2 separate regions of the Rattus norvegicus genome follow, and region 1 is linked to region 2. The links are chromatin contacts, called in public Hi-C maps. All regions are on one chromosome and are shown on one strand. Each heading gives the region's core, a stretch centred on a gene start, on an enhancer-like site or on the middle of the called end of the contact. The rest is flanking DNA. Distances are from core to core; before and after follow the strand shown.

The links. Hi-C and Micro-C count contacts between places; a contact is called where the count stands out from the background.
Region 1: a Hi-C map of mammary epithelial cells shows a contact between it and region 2, with 2.7 times the contacts expected there. The contact joins the enhancer-like site here to the promoter of Zfp426 in region 2. A contact is called at or near these places in 2 of 12 Hi-C or Micro-C datasets (kidney and mammary epithelial cells).

The regions. Positions count from the first base shown.
Region 1 is chr8:27,361,162-27,367,357 of GRCr8, forward strand. No RefSeq gene overlaps it. Among named protein-coding and RNA genes, the nearest start is that of Zfp266, 27 kb to the left of the region's middle. Within about 2 kb of position 1,545, at least 59 of the 93 cell types and tissues checked have an H3K27ac peak or open chromatin away from gene starts, as enhancers often do. A contact at or near this core is called in kidney, where this site is marked.
Region 2 is chr8:27,300,393-27,307,028 of GRCr8, forward strand. It overlaps Zfp426 (zinc finger protein 426), which reads right to left and starts at 4,665. Exons shown (of 8, transcript NM_001079943.1): 1 at 4,643-4,665; 2 at 4,337-4,393. Zfp266 (zinc finger protein 266) reads right to left here. Exons shown (of 9, transcript NM_001135018.1): 9 at 6,623-6,636.

The sequences.
Region 1 (6,196 bases), core at 295-2,794, 58 kb after region 2:
ATGATGATCATGAACTTTATTCTTTAGACTGTACACATGCTCAAATTAGGGGAAAAAACAAGTTGTTTTTCAAAATGAGTTAAAACAAAACAAAGCACACACAAGGGTGGCCAGCAAGATGTCTCTGCTGCCAAGTTCTTGGACCTGAGTTCAGTTTCTGGGTCCCACATAGTAAAAGGAGAGAACTGACTCCTGCAAGATGTCCTTACACACACACACACACACAACTATATATGTTAAATGAATTTGTAATAGAAATTTAAGAAAGAGACCCTGTCTCAAAAAGTTAATTTGAAAGGGATTCTTCCCAGGCCATACCTGCACCGCTCCCAACTCCAAATACACCCAATGCCTACACTGAAGAAAACCAAAAAGCTGGGGGCCTGGACAGCAGTTTCAGACTCCCACTGTGCAAACAGGAGAGCCCATCCCTAGAGGAATTTAAAAAAAAGTTGCAAGGGGTTGAGGCATGTTAACAATTCTCACTGAACTGGAACTCAGCAAGTAGCCTAGGGTGGCTAGCTAGTAAATCCCTGGGATTCCTCTTCCTCTCTACCCCAGATTTGTAATCTGGGGTTACAAATGTGCACCACTACACCAGGCTTTTGGTTTTACATAGGTTCTAAGGATAGATCTCAGGTCCTCAGGTTCAAGGTGGCCCTAGGTTTGATCCCCATCACAAACTTTAAAAAAGGAGGGGGAGGAGGAGGAGGAGGAGGAAGAGGAGGAAGAGGAGGAAGAGGAAGAGAGGAGGGGGAGGGGGAGGAGGACGAGGAGGACAAGGAGAAAAGAAGAAAAGGAAAAAGACACAGCAAGCAAGAAATAGATTTCTCAGTGGTACCCTTCCTACATCACAATAAGTCCTAAAACTTTTAAAGTTGTGCTGTTGTATTATTGTTTTGTTTGTTTGTTCTCCCTTGCTGTGCTGTTGTTAGAATCCAGGACTTCATACGTAGTACACAGGGGCTCAATAGAAGAGCCACACCCTGTATACTAGGATTACAGTAGAGCCCAGTCCTGTTCATCTTGCCAGTCTGTTCTCAGTTTCTGCGCCCTTGTGCATTTAGAACTGAAATTCCCATTACGTGACTTCTGACCAGTCTGCGTAGGTTGGACTGCTCTAGTGAATAGCTAGACGGCAGACACGCAAGGCTTTTCTGAGCATCCGGTAGGGCAAGTCCGTACGTGAAACCCTGTTCTTCAGGTCTATCCAGCTGTGCACACCACACACCCACCTCCAGATCGAACTTGGAAGTTTGGGCTCCCCGCTGCATCATGGACCCGCTCCAGAGTAGGGTTCTGGTACTCAACCTGGACGGTTGGGTTCCCAGCCATGGCCTCTGGGTCAGTAGTAGCCGCCCCGATCCTGGGCAGAGAACCTACGTCACCTAACCTGGATAGCGGCTTCACCCCAAGAGTAGGTAGCCCAGCCCAGAGTACGAGGTCCCGCCTTCAAGATAGAGGCCCCGCCCTCAAGAAGGCGGTCCTGCCCTCGAGGTACAGACGCGACCCTGCACAACAGGCCCCGCCCCCAGAAAGAATGCCCCACCCCCAGGAAGGATGCCCCGCCTCCCCTGTTCTAGCTGGACAATAAAGCTTGTACGCTAGGTGTGTGTGTGTTTGGCAGCCACGTCGCGGCGCGCTTAGTACTGGCAGCCGCTGGACCTCAGCTCGCGGGCCCTGCCTGAAGCTGTTCCGGAAGTGACACCATAACGCAGTCTTCTCTTCCGCCGCTGCCATCCACTTTTGTTAAAGAACAAATTGGTGTAGACTCTGGATTGGTCCTTTCCTGGCTGGAGCGGTTTTAGTGGCGTGGAGGGTTCGGATGGAGGAGGAGGCGGAGAAGCCAGCGCGCCTGGGCTCCCAGGAAGTATCCTATCAGGGAACCATGTATCCGGGGTGGTTTTTGCGTTCTTTTTCTTTTTTAAACATTTTGAGACATCGTCTCGGAATGTAGGCAAGAGAGGTCTCGAACGTCTATCCTCCTGGCCCAGTAATCCCGATGTTCTGGGATTACAAGGCGTAGCCTCCATGCCTGGCTCGGGTTTGTCTTCATTTGTCTCTTCCCCTCTCCAAAAGCCGCTAGAGAACTTTCTGGGTTTTTTTATTTTATTTTTCAGAAGAAAAAAATTAATCTGTCAACAAACACTTAGTTTAGTCCCTTCTTAAGTCTTGCGGCTACAGGTATCTGGTGATTCCCACGCTTTTAGGTGAGCCTTGGTAGAAAGATAATTTCAGGGAGTCGGGCCACCCTTTAAAAAAAAAAAAGCCGATTCTTTGTTAGCCCAGGATAGTTTGGACTCATGATCCTTCTCTCTCAACCTTAACCAGAGCATACACCACCATACTTGCTTCATTGTGGTGATTCCGAGGGCATCTCACAGTCCACATAATTGTTCAGAAGTAGGGAAAAGTGACCATCAAAACGGGCACAATACTGCCACCTTGGGGTGAGAGTCAGTGGAGAGGCGTAATTTTAAATGAGTAATAGTTTGTTGTTGAACATAACAGCAAGAGAGGGAAGACCTTGAGAAGGGCTTGTTTTTCATACTGAATACAAAATATTGAGCATATTCTTCTCCTTGCTCTGACAAAGTGCCTGAAAGAACCAAGTTAAGGTAAAAAAGACTGGCTCACAGCATAAAAGGGAATACAGTCACCCATAGATAGTGGTGCACATCTTTAATCCCAGCACTAGGGAGGCAGAAGCAGGCAGATTCCTGAGTTCGAGGCCACCCTGGTCTACAGACATCCTCTTTTAAAATGTTGGACACTTACTAAAGCCATATATGTGCAGGGCTGATGGGACAGCTCAACCTAAGTTCAATTCCTAGGACATGGTGGAAGGATAGAGTCAACAGTTTCAAATGATTCTCTCATCTCCACACATAAGATCTCACACTACATGTCCTCCCATTTGCCTTCAGAGACTCCATCATGGTAATGGCTTCCCGGAGTCTTGGGGCCATGCTTCTGGCTCATATCTTCTTACATACTCTTGATGGAAGACACAGACAGTGTCTCATATATTCTTTTTTTTTTTATTAACTTGAGTATTTCTTATTTACATTTCGAGTGTTATTCCCTTTCCCGGTTTCCGGGCAAACATCTCCCTAATCCCTCCCCCCTCCCCTTCTTTATAGGTGTTCCCCTCCCCATCCTCCCCCCATTGCCGCCCTTCCCCCAACAATCTAGTTCACTGGGGGTTCAGTCTTAGCAGGACCCAGGGCTTCCCCTTCCACTGGTGCTCTTACTAGGATATTCATTGCTACCTATGAGGTCAGAGTCCAGGGTCAGTCCATGTATAGTCTTTAGGTCCCTGGAAGCTCTGGCTGCTTGGCATTGTTGTTCATATGGGGTCTCGAGCCCCTTCGAGCTCTTCCAGTTCTTTCTCTGATTCCTTCAACGGGGATCCTGTTCTCAGTTCAGTGCTTTGCTGCTGGCATTCGCCTCTGTATTTGCTGTATTCTGACTGTGTCTCTCAGGAGAGATCTACATCCGGCTCCTGTCGGCCTGCACTTCTTTGCTTCATCCATCTTGTCTAATTGGATGGCTGTATATGTATGGGCCACATGTGGGGCAGGCTCTGAATGGGTGTTCCTTCTGTGTCTGGTTTAATCTTTGCCTCTCTATTCCCTCCCAAGGGTATTCTTGTTCCTCTTTTTAAAGAAGGAGTGAAGCATTCACATTTTGATCATCCGTCTTGAGTTTCATGTGTTCTAGGCATCTAGGGTAATTCAAGCATTTGGGCTAATAGCCACTTATCAATGAGTGCATACCATGGTATGTCTCGTATATTCTAACCTGATCTCAAACTGTGTAGCCAAGGACGACCTTGTACTCACCTCCTGAATGCTGGGATTATAGGCATGCACCACCGTATCTGGCTTTATGCAATGGGATGGATGCCAGGCCTACTGCATGCTAGCCAAGCACCCAACCAACCGGGCCAAATCCCTAACCTCTTAGCCTCTTAGCATGAGCCTCGAAACTATAATTGCTGGCTACACACCAGGATGTCTAGAGCATAGAGTATCTCACAGACCCTGAGCCAACGGCCCTCCATACTCATCTGCTGATTATACTTTGTGTTAGGGTTTTGCTGTGGAAGGAAGAATACCTTGATGGATCGGGGAAGGGGGGAATGTTGCAGAGATATACCACACAACAGATCTCACTAAAGAGATTTTAGTGGAAGGGGGGGAGCTATAAAAAGGTTGCCTCTGATCAAGGGTGGAGGAAAAAGAGTGAGGCAAAAACAGAGTGAGAAACAGAGCAGGCAGTGGGGGCAGGGACCTTAAAAGGAGTACATGTGTTCCATTTGGCTGCTGGTGATGACGTAGCTGACACTAAGTCCCTGAAGGCAGGCTGTGTGTGGGACCACCTGGTTCCTAACACTTTGCCTTATGAAAACCCCCACCAAAATAGCCCATAAAGCACAGGCTCCAGGCTGGACCCAGTACAGTGCCAGCCTAGCGTGTGTGAGACCGTGGGCTGCATCCTTAGCACTCCATAAAGGTGGATGTGGTAGCTCGTGCCTTAATCTTAGCCTGTGGGGGCTGTGTGAGGGTTGCTTCAAATTTAAGACCAGCCTGCGATACGTAGTGAATTCTAAGCTAGCCCAGGCTGTAGAGTAAGACCCTGGAACACAAACTCTTGGTCCCTGTCTGAAAACTGTCTCATTCAGAAGGAGTGCTGAGAATCTTTGACTCACAGAGGCTAAAATAATTGTCAAGGTCACGTTTCAGGCTGGTGACATAGCTTACATGTAGAATGAATGCTTAGTGTGTATGAGACCCTCTGTTAGAACCCTAGTTCCCAACAAACAACAAAGAACACCACATATTTTTTATTTCACTGAGGCCAGAGTATAATGGTTGTGTGACCTAATCCTGTCAGATCAATTTTTACATTTATTTATCGTGTGTGTGTGTGTATGTATGTATGTATGTATGTATGTATGTATGTATGTATATAGACATGCATGTACCACAGCACTTGTGTGGAGGTCAAAGTTAGTTTCTTCTTTCCCCATGGAGGGTGTAGGGTTTGAAGTCAGATAACCAGGTTTCATGGAAAGTCCCTTTTGCCCTCTGAGCCATCTCTCCTAGCTACACATTTTTATTGCCCTTGGAGTTGCAGGTATTGGACTGAGAACCCCAGTGCAGGTCACTTTCCAAATGCATATAATTCTAGGTTTATGCAAAAGGTGCCGTTGAGACTTTGATGTCCTCATAAATTCAACATAGTTATGCTGATACAACAAACTCTTCAAGCAACTTAGAATTCCAGCCCAGAGGCTAGGGCGGGGGTTCAGGTGATTAGAATGCTTGCACCCTATGCACAAAGTGCTGAGTTCCATCCCTAGTACTGGGTGTGGTGGTAGGCATGGTGGTGTGTGGCAAGAATCCCTGAGCTTTGGAGGTGAGGCAGAAGGATCAGGAGTTTGAAGATCATCCTCAGCCAATACCATGAATAAGTAGTTTACAACAGAGAATGTTTACATGAATACCTATTAGGAGTAATTGTCTGGTTAAACATTATCTGTCATCAGCTCTACAGGTTCATGGAGAGTTAAAAACCATAACTTTTGTGACTAAGTTTTTAGTTAACTTTTGCATAGGTAAACCCAGTCAATATTTTATCTTCTGTCCTTGCATCTATACTAAATTGTTTTTATGACCTTTGGTTAATTGTTTTACAACCTCTTGGAATAAGTTCTAAGTTGTAGATTCCTGCTTGCTATCTCAGAAGCAATTCACTCATGGCACTTGAAGACTGCCAGAGTTCTCATTGCAGTTTTGATTATTAGAGAGGACTTAATAGCGGTCCGATTATAAAAGAGCTTAGTAATCACTAATATAAGTAATTAATAGTTACTAATTTTAGGAATTCTTATAGGATCATCATTGAGAAGTAAGAAGTCACCTATTTGTCTATATAACATTAATTACTACGAGACAGAACATCTTTGTAGTTCTGCAGAAATCTGCTCCAAAGGGTGAGCTAATACCCAGTGATTGTTTTATATAGTTAACAACAGGAAAAGCATATTAATAACAGGGATCTTTCCTAAAATGAAATTCTCCTCCGCCTTGCCTAAAGGAGCAAATCCATTGTAAATTTAATTCCATGGCAGAACCATCTCAGGAAGATCACCTGCTAGTTTTTAGCTTCTGTTTATCTGTTCTAACTC
Region 2 (6,636 bases), core at 3,415-5,914:
CCTGTCATTGGATGAGAAGGAAGGATGGGCAGGAGAAAAGTTTGAAGGAAGAGGAGGAGACTGGAACGGAAAGGAGGAAGAGACAGGAGGGAAAGGGAGAGGAGCCAAGGGACAACAATAGAGGCTGACGTTAAGATTCCGCTCTGAGTATATACAGGTTATTAATGTTCTTAAGGGATGGATGTGTATTGGGCTTTGTATGTTTAGGTGGGCAATTATATCTTATCAACTGGGTCAAAGGTTATTGTGTTGTGTGTTCTTTCATGTGTATATTTAAGTGTAAGAAAGTGTGCTATGGCTGGTCTGGGCCACCAGAGTTGGGATGTGTGTTTCTGGCATGGAAACCTGCCTTGGGAACTAGGTAGGTAGGGAGACTGCTGCCAGGCTCAGAGAGAGGCCTTCGGCAGTGTGATATGGGATGGAGCAGAGCAGGTGAGACGCTTTGCCGACTGAGAATTAAGATGTCCAGTAGATATCTTGGGGCACTGCGGTGTCAGACCTTGTGGGGATAAAAGACAACCTTATGTTTTATTTTTCATATTTTTACAACAACAGTGGGGGTCATTCTGAAATCATTAACTTGGTTGGCCTGGAGCTCAGCTGTAGGACATTTGCCTTGAATGTACAAGGCTCTGGGTTCAATCTACACACTAGAAAATAAAAATCACACAGCGAAGATGAAATCATTAACTCAAGGCAGACACTCGTGTCACAGTGCTGGGAAGTCTAAAGTAGGAGGACAGTGTCCAAGGCTGAACCACAACACTGTAAGACCCAATAATAAAAAACTAAAAATTGAAGCTTAAAAGTACCTTTATTGGGGCTGGGGATTTAGCTCAGTGGTAGAGCGCTTACCTAGGAAGCGCAAGGCCCTGGGTTCGGTCCCCAGCTCCGAAAAAAAGAACCAAAAAAAAAAAAAAAAAAGTACCTTTATTTTACTCATTTGAGTTCAGAGACAGCAAAAATGCTGCTTAGGGAAAGAAACAAGAGGGAGAGAGCAGTAGGGGGAAGAGGAAGAGATGGGGCAGGGAGAGGAGGGAGAGAGGGGGAGGGGAGGAGGGTCAGAGGGACAGGAGGAAGAGGGTGAGAGGGAAAGAGGGAGGAAGCAGAGAAGAAAAGGGGAAGAAGAAACACAAAGAAACAACTATTCACCAGAATAAGATGATAAAGCAAGAGGTCTGGAGAGATGGCTCAGAGGTTAAGAGCACTGACTGCTCTTCCAGAGGCCCTGAGTTCAATGCCCAGCAACAACATGGTGACTCACAACCATCTATAATAGGATCTGAGGCCCTCTTCTGGCATGTCTGAAGAGAGCGACAGTGTACTCACATACATAAAATCTTTTTTTAAAAAAGATCATAAAGCAAAAATTAAATAGCACGATAAAATATCACTCCAAAACAATATAAATTCAAACGTAGACTCTCACTATGTGATGCTGGTGGCCTCCAGCTTGTGATTTTCCACCTCGGTTCCCGAGCACTGGGGTTACAGGTCACCCATGCAGCTACTGCTTCTGAGAATACAGCTGAGTACACTTATTTACCATGCAGTGGCCAAGTGCTTTCCCTTTTCCAAAACAAACACCTTGCCGTTGCATCTAAAAATCTGTTTCTTATTTTCCCCAGAGTAAGTTTTAAAGAGTTATAAAAGACTGATTCAGAAATTGCTATGTGAGTGAGAGACCAGGGGAAAGAGAAAAAAATGAATGCATGTCAAAGTGAAATGTCCATTTGTCCTCTGACCTAGAGCACACAACGTGAGCTTCCTCTGACAATACACCTCCATAAATAGAAAGGGGAAAACGCTTCCAGACTGGCTTAAAGCACTCGTAGTATATCTGAGTTGGGTTACCGGAACACACATAAAGAAGGAAAAAAACCAACTCCACAAAGTTCTCCTCTGCTCACATGTCCCCGACATTCAGGCATGAACATGCGCATATACTACTAAAACAAGAAAAATTTAAAATTTAAAAAAAGAAAGAAAGAAAGAGAGCAGGGACACATTTTCACCGCAAGTAACTAATGGATGTAAGTTAAAAAAAAAAAAAAAAAGTCGGACAAGAACAGGTCAAACTATCAGACTATACAAATTGCTTTTTTATTGAAAAGGAAAAACACCTGCAGTACAGAATACCGGGGCTTTGGCTAGGTGCAGAGCCCTTGCCTAGCACACTCAAGTGCGTGGACCTGGACCCCAGCACCGCAAATAAGCAAAGCCTTTAGAAGCATCAAAATTAGGACCACAAACAAATGGACGCCATCTGAATATAACCCAAGTATGTAACATCTACGAACACCTTCCACATAATCTCCTGAAGGTTTTAGTGTCGGCACCCGTGTTTACTGGAAGGAAGCTGGGCCTGTCCACCCAGAACTTGGGAGCTGGTGGTAAGAGTGTAAGTTCAAGGCCAACCGAAACCAATGTTCAGCTTACACCTAGCCTGAACTACATGACGCCCTGCCTCAGACTCGCAGTGATGCTCCTGCCTCTCTCAGTTGTTGGAATTGCAGGAATCCACCACCAAGCCCAGCACAATACAGAAAGCTTGAACGGGTCACATGCCTCCAACACTCGGAAGATTGCGGTTTTTTAAACAATGTGAGGAATTTAATTGTTTATAGATCAGATATCACATGCATCAGTTTATTTATTTACCTATATTTGTGGTGCTGGGAGTTGAGACGAGGCTTCACGCATGGTAGCTAAGTGTTCTGTTACAGAGCTATACTCCCAGCCAGTTCTTAATTTCCTTCTTTTCTTTTTTAAAGACAAGATCACATGGGGTTCAGGCTGCCCTACAACTGACTATGTGGGCAAGGATGACCTTGAACTCCTAATCCTCCCGCTGAGAGCTGGGATCAGAGTCATGTGGGCTACTGCACTCAGTTTATGTGGTACTGGGAACTGAACCTAGGGGATCTGTGCATAACAGGCAAACACTCTTGGCTGCCTGCCCCAATAACTTTATTCTTTAATTTTCTTGATTGAATCTAATATTTTGCTTTCAGCAAGACATGTCCTAATCTAAGTGATGCATCACCGAGTAGGTAACTGTCAAGTGTTCTTTTCTATCCTTATTTATCCAGAGATACGGGTACAGCTATGCAGACTGGACTGGCCTGAAACTAGGTTAACTATCCTGGCATAGAAATCATGTCCTGGGGCTGGAGAGATGGCTCAGTGGCTAAGAGCACTGGATGCTCTTCCAGAGGTCCTGAGTTCAATTCCCAGCAACCACATGGTGGCTCACAACCATCTGTAATGGGATTGGATGCCCTCTTCTGGTGTGTCTGAAGACAGTGACAGGGTAGTCACATATAGAAGATAAATACATCTTAAAAAGAAAGAAAAGGGGGCTGGGGATTTAGCTCAGTGGTAGAGCGCTTACCTAGGAAGCGCAAGGCCCTGGGTTCGGTCCCCAGCTCCGAAAAAAAAAGAACCAAAAAAAAAAAAAATAATAATAATAAAAAAAAGAAAGAAAGAAATCATGTTCCTACTGCTCCAACTCCTGAGATTACTGCTATATGCCACCATGTCACCCTTTATTTTCAGTTCACATCTTAGCAAACAAGTCACCATACAATATATTTATCTTCTGGGGAAAGAGTAGACACAGACTGCTGCAAAGAGGTGACAGTACCTCAGACACTGGACCATCAAATATGCTAGTACATCTAAGACTTTTTTAAAAAGAGAAATGGGGGGAACTGTTGGGGAGAGAACCCTAATTTATCAATCTTCTTAATAGTTAATCCAATGATTTTTAATCATCTAGCTTTCCACATTTCTTCTGTGAGCTCCAAGCAGTTTAGTGATGACTAGGCCTAAAACCTAAGAAAAAAATATGTGTAGCATGTACAAGGGCCTGAATTTGATCACGAGCACAGGGAGATAAAAGGGATGAGAAAACAAACACAGGCCCAGGAATTCTGGAACTTGCTATTATTGTTTATTGGGTTTTTACTTTTTTTTTTAAAAAATACAATATTTCACCATTCAGCACTGGTTGGCCTGGAACTCATTTTGTACACCAGGTTAGCCAAGAACTCAAAGAAATCCTTTTGCCACCTCCTGTGTGCTGTCAGTAAACTCCTATCGGCTAGGTTTTTATGAATGGACTTGAGTTCTACCAACGTTTATACTCTCTCAAGACGTACATGCTAAGTAACTAAGAAACATGTCTTTGTAGCTTAAGCTAATGGTCAAAATAAAACACGCACACCCTAAATAAAATACAGTCTAACAATATGAATTAAGTTCTCACCCCAGACATTCGTTTCTAATTTTTTGAAAATTATTTTCCAGAAGCCACCTTTCACTAAGTGCTCACCAGAGGTGCTGAAATCGCAAGGTCACTCCAACTACTCCGGCAAAAATTCATTTCTTTCTGAGGAGAAAAATAAAACAGTTTTTCCCACTGAAGTTGCTTGGGCGGCTTTTGAAAAGCAGGCGCATCTTGGATGCAGCCCGCCAGGACCCGCCCTCTGGGCACTTTCCCAGCCCAGTGACTGACAGCCGGACAGGACTCAGACTTGGCCGCGCCCTGAAGCGCCGTGGCATGGAGAGCAGAGCTCAGCACTCTCGTTCTTTACCTTCCCCTTCAACCTCCAGGCAGCCCTTGCACCGCAGAACTCACAAAGGCCAGATAACTCCCAACTCTTCAGTGCAGATAAGAGCCGGAAAAGACGGTCGCGGGCCTGACGTCACTTCCGTTCGCGCTCGGTTGGTTGCAGAGACAGGGAGGCTCCCTTGAACTGTCAGATTGCTAGTTTCCCCGCAGTGTGATGGCGGGGGCGCTGTAATAGCTTTACTATGGGAGGCCAAAAGTGTTCTTGATGACAAGACAGAATTAGAATCCAGGCTGTGAGCCCAGGAACGGGTGGGAGAGGAAGTAATCGGTGGTGCAGTAAGTCCTTAAACCCACAGGAAGCTCGGCAGAAACTTCGGCCTACCTCCCCTGCACTCTTAGAACCCTTGCTTTCTAGAGCATCTTAACTCAGTAGGAAACAGAAGGCAGGCTCGCTTTCCGTACTTATCTAGACCTCTCTCGAGGTGTTGGAATTGTTTTTGGTAGGTTGGGACCATAAAGGGTGCTTCAACAGATTGACCCTACCTCACTAGGCTCAGGAGCCAATGGGAATAATTCAAGGTTTCTGATTGGGAATCTTCAAGTAGTTACTGGGTTGGCCTTGGACTTGTCCCAAAACTGTTTTCCTAAGTCCCTGGTTCTATTGAATGCTGTAATCAAAAAGCAAGCTCAAATCCTGGTTTTTGTCATCCCAAGTCACAGCAAAAATGCCCAGTCCCCCAGATTCTACACTCCTGGATACTGATGCTCCCCTGATAACATGAATGAAGAGCCAGTTTAAGAAGGCAACCGTTGAGTAGCTGAGAACTGTAATGTCATTAGAAGCCTCTTGAACTTTCAGGACTGAATTCTGCTGACGTCTGTTGGTCGATGTGAAATCAAGAGAAAGGATGCTATAATCACCTTCTGATGAACTTAAAAGAATTTATGGCCCTGATCTATCACAGGATGCAATGGGTAGTCTGTCAAGAGACCCATTTACCCTCTCTGCCATGAATTTGCTCCATCAGGGACTTGTGTTGCTATAGAAACAATATGCCAATGACTCAGTGGTAAAAACAAAATCACTGCACACATAGAGCTCAAGGAAAAGCTCTTTACTACATAAAGCACATGGCCAGTTGGGCTAACACCCAAATAAGAGTTGATCTTGAATATAAGATTTTACTGAATTATATACATCTTAGAGTTATGCATTTTACACACAGTCATCCTTAAAACTTTTAGGTCCAGCCCCTGATTAGACTTTGAACAATTTAAACAGAGACAGGAGACTACAAGTCTAGCCACTTGGACAGACGGGAGATTTACACAGCAAAAATATCACCAGGATTATTTAAGTACATCAGTGCTGTTTTTTCCAATAGATGTGGCCCAGGATCATGTTGCTCAGCTGGCAGAACTATGTTTTCTTTTTAAAGATTTATTTTACACAAGTACACCATAGCTGTCTTCAAACACACCAGAAGAGGGCATCAGATCCCATTTCAAATGGTTGTGAGCCACCATGTGGTTGCTGGGAATTGAACTCAGGACCTCTGGAAGAGCAGTCACTGTTCTTAACCACTGAGCCATCTCTCCAGCCCAGAACTATGCTTTTTTTTTTTTTTTTTTTTAAAGAACTGGAACTTTATGGCAGGGCAGGACTGACATCCATTGTGCCTGTGCTCTGTCCCCTTGAGCTGCATGTTAGAGGTACATTCTTTGGGGATTGGTCTAATGGATAGTCAATCCTAGAGAATGTTTACATCCTAGCACCATGAATTTACCTAACAGGCCTGAGTAGCACACTACTTATCTTTGAGGTATTGGGGAACAGCACTCCTTCGGCTAAATCCTACTTTGTATGATTTAATGTCTCCTAAGCAAATCCTCTATGACATCAATTCTGCTACTTTGAATTTCTATGTCAGTGTAGGAGTGAACCCGCTTCTAGGTCTCTGCAATTGTGATGCTCAGGAGATTAATGAGAGCCAACTGTATGCAAGCGGTCTCGTCTACTCAGAAAGAAACACCATCAACACGTTCTATTTTAAAACTGG